2 separate regions of the Sus scrofa genome follow, and region 1 is linked to region 2. A link is a contact called in public Hi-C data. All regions are on one chromosome and are shown on one strand. The core of a region is the stretch at or near the end of the contact, and the rest is flanking DNA. Distances in the headings are between cores, read along the strand shown.

The links. A called contact is a pair of places that touch in the nucleus more often than the background predicts.
Region 1: a contact with region 2 is called in a Hi-C map of skeletal muscle, with 4 times the contacts expected there. The contact joins two enhancer-like sites. A contact is called at or near these places in 2 of 47 Hi-C or Micro-C datasets (heart right ventricle and skeletal muscle) and 1 of 2 datasets of contacts at active chromatin or transcription factors (skeletal muscle).

What each region holds. Positions count from the first base shown.
Region 1 is chr1:241,229,282-241,231,981 of Sscrofa11.1, reverse strand. The region is part of intron 4 of LOC106509214 (a long non-coding RNA gene); the gene reads left to right. Among named protein-coding and RNA genes, the nearest start is that of SEC61B, 250 kb to the right of the region's middle. Within about 2 kb of position 1,436, at least 1 of the 83 cell types and tissues checked has an H3K27ac peak or open chromatin away from gene starts, as enhancers often do. A contact at or near this core is called in skeletal muscle, where this site is marked.
Region 2 is chr1:241,128,939-241,131,694 of Sscrofa11.1, reverse strand. No RefSeq gene overlaps it. Among named protein-coding and RNA genes, the nearest start is that of SEC61B, 150 kb to the right of the region's middle. Within about 2 kb of position 1,419, at least 22 of the 83 cell types and tissues checked have an H3K27ac peak or open chromatin away from gene starts, as enhancers often do. A contact at or near this core is called in skeletal muscle, where this site is marked.

The DNA.
Region 1 (2,700 bases), core at 187-2,686, 100 kb before region 2:
TGCATTTTTCCCCACACTACCTTCTGTACAAGGAATACTGGCATTCTTTTCCCCCAGATCCCCCACCCTTCCATAATTGTCCATAGCCTTGAAGTTCCAAGGTTCATGGCCCACCAGATCGCTGGCATTTAGTATTACTCTGTTACCCCTTAGGATTCACTGCCCTGAGTCTCCAGATTTGAGAATTGGTACCATCCTGATTAGATATTTATTGGCCATATTCCTTGTCTGTCAGTTTGCCAGCTGATAGGCTGACAGGCACAAGCCTCCAGCCCTGGGGACTGTCTGGTTTGAGCAGCAAGCCGTCCTGTTAGTGGCTGGCTGGCCCCGCAGCCAAGCCCGGAAGGCTGGAGGGGAGGGTTGTGGGGATCGCCAGATGACGGATAGGAGACAGCGAGTCTGCACAGAGCCTAGAGAGTCTTTCTCTCCAGCTCTGGTTTTATTTATGCATCATTTAGACCCCAACAATTTCCCAAAATAATTTGACATGGCTAATGGCTGAGGTCTATCTGGTGTTTTAGTTTACAGAGCATAGTTATTTAGTGATCTGATTTGAATCATGGAAACATCTCTGGAGGTGGATGATATAATTTCCATTTTATAGATAAAGAGCATTGAGGTAGTAATAGGGAAATAATCTACCCAAGGTCACATGAATGCACAACAGGGCCGAGACTCAAATCCAGGGCTTCAGACTCTAAAGTTGCTGTATTTCCACTACATGTGCTGTTTCCTAATGAAGCATACATTGGAGATAGAGGAGGAGGGGGTGGTGCTTAAAGGAGGTGGAGGGACTGTGCCAAGCCTGGGGCCAGCATGGAATGGGGCAGCTGGGCTGAGAAATGTCCATCCTGCCCCTAGGATTCTGTAGTAGATCGTGCGTGTGCTGCTCTGTGGGCCTCTAAAGGCCTTTTCTTGGGTAGACATATATCTTCTATGCAGATAGCTTGTTAGCTGGCCTGGGAAAGCTGGCCATTTAGGAGACCACTTCCTCAAGGCCTATTGGAGCAGCAATCCTCAGGAGCCATCCAGAAATCCCTGAAGGCTGCTCTTATATGTCCTCCTCTAGCTCAGCATGAGGTCCAGCTCGCTGCTTCTGCCTGACCTTGTTTGTGACCAAGCCATTTTACCTAAGCCAGAGTTGAGAAGGGAGCCTTAGAAATCTCTGGTTCTAATTCTCTGTCTTTGACAGGGAAATTGAACGTAAGAGAGGTGACAGCACATGTTCCTGTGTCACTCTTCTTCTAAGATAGTGGTGTTGCCCGAGGCCCTGGGCCATGTTCCCATACCCTCAGCTTTGGCCTTGTCATTACTTGCACCAGCAGTCTGCCCACATCCCTAGCCTCAGGCAGTCTCTGGTCTAGCCTTGACCCAGGCAAGTGTGACAACAAGGCTGGCAGCTCTCTTTACAGACCAGCCTGTGGCAAGGGTTCATCCCAGCCATTGCCAGAATCCCAGCCTGAAGCAGCCAGATGTCTTTGACCTATCCTGTTACAGGAGCCAGGGAATGAGATCAGCTTTGGTGAATATGGAACATGGGGGATGGGAAATCCCTCCCTCGAATCCCTTCATATCCCTTAGTATTTGAGCAAGGCACATGGGCTTTACTGTAAACCCTAGTCTGAGATTCTTGCAGCAAGAGAGTCTGTGTGGTTTATCCATATCTCTCCCTTTGCTTTTGGGTACGTTAGGATAAGCCCAGCTGAAGTCAGAAGGACTTGTCCTCTTATTTTAAGCATTAAGGATTTCAGGGAAGAATTGGGAATTACTGCATAAAGTTGTGGCAAGCTTCTTTACACTAGTACCTGAAGTAAGGAAATTGACTAAATTGAGGTATAGGACTCTTATCTTGCAAAACATGATGTAAAATGGATTGCTGCTGATTGCATCCTCTTAATATATGAAATTGTTCCCAAGTGGTAACAAAATGTTGGAACAGGGAAAATGACTATATTGTTAGGGAATCTTTTTTTTTTTTTTTTTTTTGGAAAAATGCCCCCTTCTTCAAACACATAATTAGTGATTTAGTTTGCCTAATCAGAAAAAACAACAACAACAACCCATGAGTTGTTTAAAGTTATTTAAAATGTACAAATATTTATTGAGTGCTAGATTATGTATCCAACACTGTGCTGAGTTCTGGGGATGCAGAAGCAAATAAGAACACACAGTATCTACCCCTCTAGGAGCTCAGTGTGATGGAGTCATAAGGGAGTGAGTGGTACATTGATACATACTCACATTTCAATGTTGCAGAAGTGGCCATAGAAGTAAGCATAATTTGTATCAGAAGTCAAGGAAGCCTTTCCAAAGAAGCTCTTAACTGAGTTCAGTTTTAAAGGCTGTGACAGGTTTTCACGGTTGATGGAGGGAGATGGCAGGGCAAAGACGTTATCTGTTGAGTTTGTGCAAAGGCACAGGAGCAAGAAACATCCTGGAATACTTAGAACTGGGAATGCGAAGTGAAAGGAAAGAGCAGTGACTGGAGATGAAACTGGGAGACAGGATGCAAAAGATGACATAATGTGTATGTCCAGTCAGATATTTCAACTCCAACACTGGAGAAACTGGAGGAATATTACCTTTACAACAGTACACTACTGAACTGAGAAGCTAACATTCATGTTAAAAATGTATTATTATTATCATTTATTAATATTACTATAGATATTAGGATCTCAAAATGACAAAGCAAGGTTT
Region 2 (2,756 bases), core at 170-2,669:
AGCTAATCTCCAGAGTCCTGGTGCAAGGTACCAGGAGACACAGCTGGGAAAGCAGATGGGCAGCAAGTCAGGGCTTCTGAGTCTTTGGCCATGGGGAGCCTTTGCTTTTTGAGTGGGGCAATGACACCATTGGACATGCATCTTGAAAAGGTGGTTTTCAGGGAAGTTTGGATGATATTGGGGAGAAGCTAGAAGGATGGTACCCATGCCAGTGTGTGGGTGAGAGATGATAAGGGCATCAATCCTGAGGCAAGAGCTCAATCAGTGGGGCCGTCACCCTAGATGGCAGAATCCAGAGGGGGCAGAGCCAGAGAGTAAACCCCAATAGTGTATGAGAAAAAGTCGAAGATCCACTTGGTGAAGTGGATCCAAGTGTCAAGCTCAGGGTTAGGGATGAAAAGAAGGAACCAGAGGGCTAGAGCAGGGAAAACAGGGACGCAATGGGAGTGGGGAGGAAGCAAGGGGTGTAAGGGCTCTTGCTAGAAATGGGCCTCAGACCACTAACTCTGTGTGTTCACATGCACCCATGTTTGTGTGTGTGTGTGTGTGTGTGTGTGTGTGTGTGTGGTGTGTGTGGTGAGAGAGAGAGAGAGAGGAGGGGGGAGAGGTTGTCTGTGTGGATATGTGACATATGCAGAAGCATGTGCTGAGCAGGGAGAAGAGATGACCTGGGTTAAATGGTGACAGACCAGGAGGATAATGAGCATCCCCTAAGAGGTTAGATGGCAGACACACAGACAGAAGCACCCACATGGGCCATCACCCCTCAGCCACCTGAATCCAGAGAATGCAGATCAATGAGCTTTCCGCAGAACTGTTCTATTCCCCTTGGTCCTGCCCCAGGATAGCAGCACCCTCAGCCACACCAGCTGTCCAATCTGTCACCCAGCCACCATACCCACTAAGTGATGCGCAAGGCACAGAGAGAAAAACCCAAAGTTGTTTTTTTTTGTTTGGGGTTTTTTTTTTTTTTTAAGATTTGAGTCAAACAGCTTTCTGACACTTCCCACAGGTTTCTAGGGGTTTTGCCCAGCACTCGGGGCTAGGGAAACTGGTTTTTCTCCAGGCTGGTCATTCCAGGGGGTTCCTTTGAAGGCTTCCTGCAGTGTCCAGGAGTAAGCAGCCTCCTGGACAGTGACCATATGCCCTGGTGAGACTCTAGATGAGAATGAGGAGCATTTCAGAGACAATCCTCCCCAGATCCTTTTCAGCTCTGTGATTCCTTCCTTCCTTTCCTCCCCAGCTTGGCTAGAGTTTTCTGCCCAGCAGACTTCTGTGAGAGCATCTTAGAGCAATTCAGCCATCCCACTTCACAGGAGGTGAGCTGACCCCTTGCCGGCCGGTGGGTACTATACCCACAGCCCAGGGCTTTTCTGTCTGCCCTCCCTCCTCTCCTGCTGCTGACGCACTCGTCCTATAATAAGCCTCTGTTACTTGGAGCTGGGGCAGCTCGTAGTAAGCTGAAACCGCTACTATATTTACACTCTTTCCACATTTAGACAAAAGCTATTTTTAACAGAAGGTCTATTTGTGGGGGTTGCCCACGTCACACTCCGTTCACATGCATCTCACCATCCTGAGTCTATTATTTTGATTTCACACTTGTACCAGGTCTCTTACCTTCCCTCCTTCCTTCCATCATTTTGCTTTCATTTTGTCTTTCCCTCTCCAATTTGCGTCCTTTCGTTTCCTAAGAGGAAATGAGAATGAGAGGTCTTTGGCAGGCTGTGTTATCAGAGTTTTTCTGGGGACACCGGGCGCCATCCACACCGGGCAGAGTGGGCAGGGGGCGCTAGGCCTGTGGTTCGATTTCAGTGCCTGCTGGCAGGGGAAGAGCACAGACCCCCATCCCCACGGGCTTGAGAATGGCCTGTTTACTTTAGGCAGGATGCTGGGACAGTTGCAGCCTGGCCTTCCTTCTCCATGGCATTCCAGCTCTGTGCGAGCGTATGTATGTGCTTTTTGGGGGGAGAAGGATGAGCAAGATCAGAAGAAGATAAGCAATGGGTTCATTGTTCATGCAGAGCCTTTTTTTTTTTTTTTCTAGCTTAAAAGTTAATCGTGTCAGACTTCTCTAAGAAGACAGAGTTTTGTATATTTTGAAGAAAGAGGGTTTCATACTTTCTAGGAGAATGATCCACTTACAGGAAGAGGAGGGAAAATCAGTGGAATTAACACATATTAAGTGCCCGCTGTGGTCAAGCACTGTGCAAGCACCGTGGAAACCCGGACCCTGACAATGATGCTGGAGGGGGGGGTCCTGCCACACCCAGCTTACAAGGGAGGAGATTCAGGCCCAGAGAGTCGTGACTGGCTGGCCTAGATTCACCTAGCTTGTCACTGGCTCTGCTGGGACTGAAATCTTGTGTCTGGCTACAAAATGCATGCTAGCGCCAATTCTCACATCTTCCCTACTACTTCCTTCTCACCTCTCAAAACAAAATACAATCTTTATTAATGCTGTTTTTATTATTTTCTTTCTCTGGCTCTGCTCCCCTCCTGACCCCCCACCCCAACTAGAAGAGACCTTTCCCACCTTGGAACCCTTGGCCTTGCTTGTTTCTTTAGATTCTGAGCAGTGACTAATCTGAGACACAGTCACATTGGAATCTAAAAAGAACACTACATGGAGTTCCCATTGTGGCCCTGCAGGTTAAGAACCCAACAAAGTATCTGTGAGGATGCAGGTTTGATCCCTGCCTCAGTGGGTTAAGGATTCAGCATTGACGCGAGCTGCAGAGTAGGTTGCAGATGTG